Linked DNA regions of Gossypium hirsutum: region 2 is linked to region 1. A link is a contact called in public Hi-C data. All regions are on one chromosome and are shown on one strand. Each heading gives the region's core, a stretch centred on a gene start, on an enhancer-like site or on the middle of the called end of the contact. The rest is flanking DNA. Distances are from core to core; before and after follow the strand shown. Region 1 holds the start of LOC107897104. Region 2 holds the start of LOC107962887 (ER membrane protein complex subunit 1).

What was found. A called contact is a pair of places that touch in the nucleus more often than the background predicts.
Region 2: a contact with region 1 is called in a Hi-C map of hypocotyl, with 4 times the contacts expected there. The contact joins the promoter of LOC107962887 here to the promoter of LOC107897104 in region 1. A contact is called at or near these places in 8 of 34 Hi-C or Micro-C datasets (fibers, hypocotyl, leaf and 1 more).

The regions. Positions count from the first base shown.
Region 1 is chrA06:33,647,104-33,652,925 of Gossypium_hirsutum_v2.1, forward strand. It overlaps LOC107897104, which reads right to left and starts at 2,013. Exons shown (of 5, transcript XR_005928419.1): 1 at 1,805-2,013; 2 at 1,293-1,610; 3 at 748-915; 4 at 622-663; 5 at 1-108.
Region 2 is chrA06:33,948,153-33,953,693 of Gossypium_hirsutum_v2.1, forward strand. It overlaps LOC107962887 (ER membrane protein complex subunit 1), which reads left to right and starts at 3,653. Exons shown (of 12, transcript XM_041115813.1): 1 at 3,653-3,911; 2 at 4,018-4,145; 3 at 4,234-4,296; 4 at 4,515-4,636; 5 at 5,029-5,144; 6 at 5,242-5,541. The coding sequence starts at 3,814. It overlaps TRNAS-CGA (transfer RNA serine (anticodon CGA)), which reads right to left and starts at 1,308; the gene lies at 1,227-1,308.

The DNA of each region.
Region 1 (5,822 bases), core at 763-3,262:
AATCCAAGTTTCCAAATGCTTCTTAAAACAGCTGATTCCCAATGCAATATATGTGTATGCATATATCATACCCTCTTTTATTAGAGTCCCAGTCCCCATGTTGGTGTCCTGATGAAATTTAAGAGAAATATAAATAAAAGATTGGGAAGGAGAGACGTAAACTTTACAAGGGTAAGTCTAAGAACGAATTTGATACATTGAGACATGATATACTACAAAAAAAAAAAAGAGAGAGATCAAGATATGCATATTCAAGTTTGTAGCTTCAAACATATATATACATGCAAAAGAATGTATATAATGCTTAGATTCAACAATATGTATAGTTTTCAATGCAAAGTCCATGCAGGACAAGAGAAGCAGGGAGAGTCCTACACATTAGGAGGTCTGATACTGAAAATCTAGGTTGTTCAGACTCTTCATTTTTGCTTGAAGTGTCCATGTACAGACACATTCGGATACATATATTTAATATAACCATTCAAGATTCCTCTAAACACATTAAAAAACCTTTGAAAAAACAGGTCTGTGCATGAGTGATTTACAATCGAGAAAAGTTTATCTTATTTAAGAAATAATAATACTATGCTAGTTAATGCCAATGATAAGAAATGTGCATACCTTAGTGTTAGAGAAGACTGCATCAAGGTCCCTTTTTTGTTCCTGAAAAATCAATTTAGAAAGTTAAATTGGAGATTTAGATCATGAAAGCAAACCTAGTAATTAAATTTGTAATCATTGGTGTACCTTTGATCGTTGTTGATCTAATTTATTTAACTCATCTTCTACTGTATCCAATTCCTCATTCGCATCATCTTCTTTTAAAAGATGATCTTTGAATTTGGCCTTGATGTACTGGATCTTTTGGAGAATGCTTTGGAGATCAGGATGCATTAGCCACTGCGTTTTGATTTGCTTGAAGGAGGCAGGAATTTGTAATGAGACAGGAAAGGATTTCGATTTTATCCATGTCAGAAATTCCAAATCTCTCGTTAAAAAACAAGATATAAAGATATTGCTGATGCAAGGATTTCCAAACTGTACAGTTCTGATGTATTGTTGTGTATTGTCTGTTTAGAAAATAGTCCAAAACTTACCAGATGACATTTGATCTTTTTATGTTCAAAATGTATGCATAAAAGATAATAAAAAAGTGAATCTAACATGAACTTCTTAGTTTTTAATGTGAATCTAATATGAAATACTTAGTTCAATTAGGACCAGTTACCGTCTTTCTTCGTCTGTCAACTTGATGGTGGAAATTTTTCAATAGTTCAATTAGGACCATTTACCGTCTTTCTTCGTCTGTCAACTTGATGGTGGAAATTTTTTCAATCTGTTTTGCACAGCTTCCCCACAGTTCTTTTCACTTTTCGGTTTTGGCTGTTGCTGGGAGGTTGAAGCTTCTTTTCCCGATATCCATTTCTGGGGGGCTTTTCCTTTAGCTTCCACTTAATTATCGATTTCCCAGCTTCTTTTCTTGCTTCCAGTCGACATCGACATATGCGTCTGGGTATCATCCGGTTCATTTTCAGGTGGATCACTCTCAGAGTCCGAAACAACCCCAATTGGGCAAGGGATGTCCTGGTTTTCACTCATTTAGCACAGACCTGAGGAACTTTTAACTCAGATCAGATTTAGATCATTGAACAAAAAAAGATCAAACCATGGATATATAAATTATCAAAACGAAACCCTATGAAACGAAGTTTCCTCAAGTAATTAAAGAAGAAATTCTGCAAGATCAAAACAAGAAATGTATGGACTGCGATGAAAATGAGGTGGTAAATTAAGTAGTACCTACTCCTTGGATTTGTCTACGGTGAAGATAAGAGGGGAGAACACCGGCTGCCAACGCCTTGAAGGGGAAATAATGACCTAATTTCAATTTGGGGATTGAATAAAGAAGTAAGGAAAGGGACAGACAAGCCCGAGATTGACTTTCTGCTTTTTAATTTGGAGCGAGAGGAAAACCTTTTAGCACTCTTGTGGGGTTTAGAGGCGTCAGCAAACGTGAGCATAACTTTCTGGGAAGAGAAAAAAAAATAAAAACTCTATCAAATAATCTATAAATTTGATAAATTTTAAAACTATACATTAATTATAGTTTAATGTATAATTATATACATTAATTCTGATTTTATATAATTTTATTCATGAAATTTTAATTTGATTTGATTTTTATAAATTATTAATAAAATTATTGATATAACATCATTTGTTTATATATTACATATATAAATAATTATATTTATCTAATATAAAAATAAATTGATATATTTATTTATTTAAATGTATATGATTAAATTAAAATTAAATTTGAAGTATACATTTAAACCACAATTAGAGTTTCACCTATATAATTACACCAAATTAAAGCTCATGTATACAATTGCACATTAAATCAAAATTCATGTATAATTTTAAAATTTATCCCTACCAATAAAGGTAATTTAAGTTTCGAGTTAGAGGTGAATCAAATTTTGTAATTTAAATAATTCGAATAATATATTTGTGTAAATATCCCTTTGATCTTTATCAATTTTAAAAATAAGCAAGATAACTCTCTCACAAAAAATATAAAAAAATTATTTTTTTTTAAAATTTTCAAATATTTATAAAAATTTCAAAAATTTTATTTTTTTAAGAAAAATAAATAATATATAAAAAAATTTAAAATTTTTCTAAAATAATAACTTTAGAATCTAAATAAATTAATTAATAATTGAAGTTTTTTTTGAAATTTTTTTAAATATATATAGTTTTAATTTTATATGCTCCATCAAATTAATTATATTATAGTAAGATTTAAATTTAATATGTTTAATTTTTTAATTTAATCAAATAATTTTATTTAATTAGATTGGATATAAATTTTTTAAAACAATTTGGTAGACTTTAAATAAATTTAGATTACTTTCTTATAGTTAAATTTTAATTTGGGCAATTAAATTCACATACTTTAAATTTTTTAATAATTTTATTTTTTTTTATTTTTATGATGTTTGTAATGAACCGAAAGTTACGGTATCGGAAATTGAGTCTTGAGTACTGTTTCCGTGAAATTTATTCATGAATATTTATTAGAAATATTTATGAATTATAGTTGAATGGTTATTTAGTGTTTAATTAAGTGAAGTAGCTTGAATTTAGTTTAAAGGATTAAATTGCATAAGGAATAAAAGTTTAATTATAGATTAAAGAAGTAAAAGGGACTAATCTAGCAATTAGACCCTAAGTGCCATGTGTGTGAATGTATGATATAACATGTGTAATAGTTGGTATATATGTGTAATAGCTATAAGATATTTTATGTTATAGCTATTACACATGTTAATTTTATATTTATTATAGGTTAATAATAATATAATATAATATAGTATAATGAATAAAGAATAATGAGCAAAGAAACATAAAAAGAGTTACAGAGAGCAAACGTGAGAAAGAAAAAAAGAAAGAAAGAAAGAAAGAAAGAAAGAAAGAAATAGAAAAGAGAAATTTGAGGATTAAGGCCCTAAAGCTTGATTGGTAAGTTGTTTTAGCTCATTTTCTTATGATTTTTATGTTTATGGATGCCTAATTCAAAGTTCTACATGTATGAGGTTAAAATGAAGAAAAATAGAAAATTTTTAGATATTGATTTAGTTGAATAAATTGAGGTTTTATGGGTTAAATTGATAGGAATTAAAGTTAGAAGTGAAAATTGAGTGATTTATTAAAAGAATTCTAAGTTAGGTTTAAATAGGGATTAAGTTGAATAGAGCTCAAAATTTATGTTTTATAATGAATTTTATGAGTTAGAAATTGTTAATGAGTTGATTAAAAGAGGATATGAAGCTTAAGTTAAAGAAAAAAAGATTAGTAATGGGAAAAGGACGAAATTGGAATTTTTGTAAAAGTTTGATAGAAAGTGAAAAATGTGTTTTATGAATTAGTATATTGATGATTTTTAATTGTATGATTGTTAGTAGCAAACGTAGCACCGGATACGTCATCAAAGAAGGGAAAAGAGAAAGTGAACGAAAATATCGATTAAATTCGATAAATAGTGGTTTGTATTTCTATAAACCGAGCTTAATCGTTATTGCTATATTTGATAGTTATATTGTATGAAAATGTGAATGAGGTAAGTATTTTTACCATATTGAAATGAATGTGATTTTGAATACCCTACTAACAGTGTCGGGCTAGTCGGATATAGTTGACATGTCATAGGAATTGGAAGTATTGGGATATTCCGACATTGAGTCGATGAGACACTATGTGTCAACTACTGTTAAAGTTCCGGATTTGTTCCGATGAAGTACTTTGTGTACTATAATGTTAAAGTTCCGGATTTACTCCGATGAAGCACTATGTGCTTATCCCGGAGTGTGGGTTGGATCCGTGTATCCGTCAGTATTCGAGTTATGTTAATAAGGGTAAATAAAGTAAAGGTTATTAAAGTACTGATTGATATTGAATAATAGCAATAATGTGTTTGAATTACCATGTTTTAAAGTTGATTAAGCTATTGTTTATAGAAATACCACTGAGAGTATTCTCAGCGTACGATTTGTTTCTGTGCGCAGGCTAGGTACGAAAGTATAAGGACTCAGCATACAAGCCGATCCCCAAACTCAAATTGGTGAAGTTTCTATCTTTTTAGAAAATGGCATTGTACCTAGGATGTCTTTTGGTTATTTTGAAAGTATCTAAGTTGTTAAGTGATATTTTGGTATGTTTTGTAAATGTTACCAAAACCTTAAGTATGGTATGTTTTGATATGTTAGTGAAGAGTAATAAGAGGAATTGTTGGTAAATGTTGTAGAGAGAAGAAATGAAGATGTTATAAACTTAGTTATCAACATTTTATACTAAAACAGATTTGGACAGTAACAGTAGTCCAACTTTGAAAATATACCAAAAATAGTATAAAGTGAATTAGATGATGAATAAAATATGTAATTGAAGCTTAATGAATCTATTTTTATATGGAAGAAACAAAATAGGTAAAAGAGTTGTATTTTATGAGATATTTACGTTTTGGTGAAACAGGGTTAGAACAATTTCTAGACTCCCTATTCTGACTTTAGAAATTCACCATAAATTGTGTATTAAGAATTAGGACTCAAACTTTATTTGTATGGATTTTTTGTTGAGTCTATTTTTAATTGAAACAAATGGCATAGTCATTGGATTTCTGTACAGGAACAAATTTGATTCGTAGTGCACAAGGGTCAGAGTAGCCGAACCCTGAAATAGGGGAGACTTTTTCTAATAAACTGTACTAATTGGCCTGACCAAAAATTCTATAAAAAAATTAGTAAGTATATATATGAGTCTAGTTTCAGGAAAAATTTACAGAATTGGATTTTGAGTTTCGTAACTCAAGATATGATTTTTTTAGCGACCGTGACGTAGATGGATAGTTTACTACGAAAACTGTTTAAGTGTTAAGATAGGTTTTGTAATGTCTCTTGCTTGACTCCGGCAACGGTCTCAGGTAGGGGGACGTTACAATATTGATTGGTATCAGAGCTAATTAGATTTAGTCGGTTCTAGGACTAAATCGAATGTCAATGTGAATCTAGAGGTACATGTCATTACTGAGTCAAATTTGAGTTGGGATTGGATGCTGATATGTTTGTTGAATATTTTTGTTTTATAGCATTAAGAATGTCTGATAAAAGCATTGAGGATACTGATCAAGAGATGTATAGTGAAGATGATGAACCGTATAATGTGAATGAATCGGAGTCTGCAACTTCAAGTGTGAATCCAGTGGGAAATCAACCGAATGTTGGAAGTGATAATACTGAAGTCTTTAGAATAATCGCCGA
Region 2 (5,541 bases), core at 2,403-4,902, 300 kb after region 1:
TCCTACGTATATTTCTCATGTTATTTTATATATGTATTTTCGTTGTATATGTATGTATTATATAAATGTTTTAATCTTATGTGTTTTGCACATACGTTATGTATATAAGATTTTAACACTATATTTTATATATTATTATATATATTTTAATCTTATTTGTCATATTTTTCTTTTACACTATTATATACATGTTTCTAATATTATATTGTATATTCCTAATACTATTGTTTATATATCTATATATATATGTGTGTATGTATTTGTGTAGTGTACAAAATAGTTTTATTATTATTCTCATCATTTCTAAGGTATGCATATACTATATATGTTCTATGTATGTTGTATGGATTTTTAATATCGCTAAATATATATTTCATCTTACACACGCATTCTTAATATTATTATTATGTGTGTACATTCATTATTTTAATTTCGTGTCCAATTCTATTATTACATTATACCTTCATCTTTTCTAATATTATTGTCACCTCGATTATTTGTTTCAATATATCCCTAGCTCTTTCATTTATTGATTTTTATTTCATATCATTTTACTTTGCATTATTTCGAAAATCGTATTCTTGTTTTGCTAATTAATTTCAATAATCAAGGCAACATATCGATTTAACATTAAGTCATCGAGTTCATCGCTACGTTGGGTGAACGTCAATTGACTCGTGTTAAAGCGATATACCCTTCTCAAAAACCGGAATAAACTAAAATTTCTCGTTTTTTCGGATCACAACTAAACTTTACATTGAATTCGTATTTTTGAAAATTAAGACAACATGTGTTTATGAGATACCAATTTTTGGGCGTCGCGAGGGTGCTAATACCTTCCTCGCGCGTAACCGACTCCCGAACCCTAATTTTCCTCTGACTTTTAACGTAGACCTAAATTCAGCCTTCCTTTTGTTTTAAAAATGAATCTAATAGGTGTCCGATCACACCTAGGAAATGGATCGGTGGCGACTCCCTCTTTATTTTAAAATCAAACTTCAGTTTTCAAACTTTTTCACTAGATCGCCACAATTAACGACCCTAAACCAAAATTTTTACGTCGCTACACACACTACATGAGCTCACTGAAAACCATTGGAGAAGCCAAGGTAGGGCTCTAAAACTCTGTACTTTCTTTGAATTTGTCAACGACTTCTCCACTTTCACTAAAGCTCAGACATCGGTTCCTCATCTGAGGAATTTGTTCAGAAAAATAAAAGAAAAAGCGTCGACAGCAGGATTCGAACCTGCGCAGGCAATGCCCAACAGATTTCGAGTCTGTCTCCTTAACCACTCGGACATATCGACTTCTTACTGCGGTTTTCGTTTTCTATTTACTTGATTGTTTAAAAATATAAAAAATTAAAAAAATATCAACACAAGGGTTCGAGAACCTGCGCAAGCATATACCCCCGTACGTTTCGTGCCTCTCTCCTTAGCCACTCAAACATACCGACCTAGACCTACTTGACAGCCAGATTTCATAAATAGCAGTATTTTTTTTATTTTTTTATTTTTATCTATTTGGCTTACTTTGCAAAATTAAGCACGCGAATAATTGGAATCATTTTATTAAAAATATAATGATACCAAATCAGAGTGATAAATTACAGGCCTAAGCAATTAGCGAGACTAGTCTGTTATATAAGAATAGGTCATTTAATATAACTAACACATTATTGGCATAAAAATTGAATATCTAAAACTGTTAATAAACAAATTAGACAAATGTGCAACCTTCCAAAAGCATCATTATTCATAGCCTTAGCTATTTCATATAACACACAATCCACCCTTTCACCACAGCTTTATTCTATTCTTGCATTTTACCTCTTGACTTAAATATTAAAAACTGTATCGAAATACAAACTCTTTAACACCCACCATAACCCTTTTTTGCTTACAAATATTATAGCCGGTGAGGTCCAACTAAAAAATCCATCATTAGTCTTCATTACTGTATTATTAAAAATATAATGATAATTTTAATCTTTAATATGTATTTATTTTGTCATTTTAGTCTTAAATTTTTTATTACTTTCGTATTTTTTAACCTTAAAATTTTAGTCAATTTGTTTTTTATTTTTGAAAGGAAATAGTTGATTGAACTATTAAAAATTTAATGGCATAAATGTTGTAGCTAGAGGTACTCATGGTCGAGTTAAGTCTAAATATAATATTAACATTTTTTATACTTGTTCAAGTTAGGCTGGCCCAGAATATGAGTTTAAAATTTTGCCAAACTTGCCCATATTTACAAAAGATTAATTCAAGCCATTTTAGGCTCACCCATATTATTTTTAAAAAATTTTGAAATATATATTTATATTATATTATTTTAATATTTAATAATTTTATATATTTTTTATTTATTGAAATTTTTTATATAGTCATCTTAACATTATTTTAATGTTTAAATTAGAGTAGTATTATATATTTAGTATATATTTTTTTAATGTGTTTTAAGCTACACAATATAAAGTATTATAAACTTAAAAACGATTCGGATTGGGTTTGGGCCTTAAATGTTCAAGTCTGAACCTAGCCCATATTTTAAACAGACCTATTTTTTTGCCCAAGCTCATTTTTTGGACCTAATATTTTTACTCAAATCCTCTCAAATTTCAAGCCTGGGTGAGTAACCCAACCCATGAATAGGTCTAGTTGCAACCCTTTTAGCATTCTAATCGTATTTCATTGAATAATTCTTTTAGGCTTAATATAACATTTGGTATCTGAACTTGACATTTTTTTCTAATTTGGTACCTAAACTTTTTTTTAGTCCAATTTGATGCTTGAACTTGACACTTTCTCCTAGTTTGTTACCTAAGCTTTTTTTAGGTTCAATTTGGTACTTAATTTTATTAAATATTATATAAATTATGCAAAACACTAACTATATATATATTTGTTTGCTATGCTACAAAAATATTGTCGAGGAAACTCATGTTAAAAAAATAGGTATTGAAGTATGTTTATTGAATTAATATTAAATAAAAAAGAGATTTTTTAAAACCTCAAATTAAAACAAATTCATTATTTTCAATTAATAAAATAATTAATTATATAAAACTAAAAATATTTAAACATATAAAATATAAAAAATATCATATAATTTGTCACATGTTGGTCATACATTTATTATTTTTGCTACTCATAAAAAATTAATATTGTTATTATATTGGAGTAATTTGAAAAATGTTTGACAAGTGCCGAATCGAACAAAAAAAAAGATTAGGAACTAAATTAGGAAAAAAGGTCAAGTTCAGTACCAAATTGGGCCTCAAAAAGTGTAAATACCAACTTAAGAAAAAGTGTCAAGTTTAAGTATCAAATTAAAAAAAAGTGTCAAGTTTAGGTACCAAATATTATATTAAACCTTCTTTTTAAAAGTTCTATTGAATTTTTTAAATATATTTTTAAATTTTTATGAATTAAATATGAACCGCAATGTGAGTTGTAATTTTGGTACCATTAAAATTTTAATACTCTTCACATTAAAAAATTAATATTATTTCTTATTGGATGAAAAAAAGTGTCCAATAGCTAACCAATTATATATTAAGTCCAAATTTAATAAAGTTAATTAGAGGATTAAATTATCAATTTTTGTAAAATAGAGGGGTTAAAAGAAAAGGAATTAAACCTTATAAAAAAAAAGCCGGCTATATGTAACTAAAACGGAAGTAGAGAAGCCATAGTTAGACCTTGCAAACTCCTCCCCCTTTCGACTTTCTCAGATCTGTTTCTCTTTCACTCTCTAGAGAGACGGATACCGCTTTTTTTTTTCTTCAATCCTCATAGCAATTAGCTATGGCGATTAGGTCTTTTTTTCTCTTTATTTTATTCTTCTCCTCTTCTCTAAGTCCGGTCTTTTCTCTTTATGAAGATCAAGTAGGCCTCATGGATTGGTAAGTTCTAATTCAAACTTTACTTCGTTGAATTCGATTCAAATTTAACTTCGATTCTTTATATGTATATCTAATTTTTGTTTTTAATTAAATTGTTTAATCTTAGGCATCAACAATACATCGGCAAAGTGAAGCAAGCAGTGTTCTCCTCTCAAAGAGCTGGTCGAAAACGAGTCGTAGTTTCCACCGAAGAGAATGTTATTGCTTCACTTGATCTCCGCCACGGCGAGATTTGTAAGTCAAATCCAATTCGATTACTGATGGTTGAAGTTTATTTAGCTTATAATTCTTTTTGGGATGATGGTTTGTTTGTTTTATGTAGTTTGGAGACATTTGCTTGGGGCTGATGATGTTATCGATGGAATTGATATCGGTCTTGGCAAATGTAAGTGTTTGCATATCCATATTTTGTTCAGAGAAGAATCTTAAGTGGCCTTTTTATATTTGAATTTGTTTTTGTTGTTATCTTATTTGTATTTATTGTTTCGTTCATTTTTCAACTTGTTTTTAAGTGTTGGTTTCTGTTTCTGGATTCACCGAGGAAAGGTCTGACTTCAGTGCTTGTTTAGCTGATTAAGTTTTGAATAAATTTCATTCTTGCAGATGTCATTACCCTTTCATCGGGAGGAAGTATTCTAAGATCATGGAACCTTCCTGATGGGCAGATGGTGTGGGAATCTTCACTTCAGGGTCCAAAGCACTCAAAATCATTCTTATTAGTGCCGGTTAGTATTAGAATTTTCTTTAGTCAGATTCTTCCAGTTAACATCTATTTTGTTACTATTCTTCGACAGTCTGTTTTTAGTCGAACATGGTCACTGAAATTTTGTACCAAGCCATTCTATATTAGATGCTCCTTCATACAATCAAGATTATTCTTGCTGAATTTTCATCTAAAAGATTCTTAATTATCTCTACAATATCCAATAAAACAAGGCTAGTTTATGTACAGAAGGATGCTTTGCTGAACATATCTTGTGTTTGTAACTTTTATTGTCCATTAGAACTTGACGTCCTGCCATTTTTCCACCCTTTGTTTAATTTGTTGATTGAAATTATATTATTCATTCTATGATCCTAAAAACCTATGAAGATTGACTGTGTTTATACTGTGCAGACAAACTTGAAATTTGATAAGGATAATGTACTTGTCGTTTTTAGCAATGGCCGTCTCCATGCTATATCTTGTATAGATGGTGAGGTTCTTTGGAAGAAGGATTTTGAAGCAGAAAGGTTAGTTGAATTTGAAAGTATTATATTTCAACTGATTCCCCCTCCCATTTGTAAACAATGGTATTATTGATGTATTGCGTTGCCATGCTACTTGCAGCTTTGAGGTTCAGCAGGTAATTCTGCCTCCCGGCAGTGATTTAATACATGTTGTAGGGTTTGCTGCTTTGTCCCAGTTTGAGATGTACCAAATCAATGCTAAGAATGGAGAGTTGTTGAAGCATGAAAGTGCATTTTTTTCTAGTGGGTTTTCGGGACAAGTTTCACTAGTTTCCACTGAGACAGTTGTGGCTCTTGATTCCACAGGGTCAATTTTGCTCACAATAAGTTTTCAAGATGGAAAAATTAGTTCTCAACAGACACCCATTTCAAATCTTGTCGAGGATTCTTTAGGACCGGC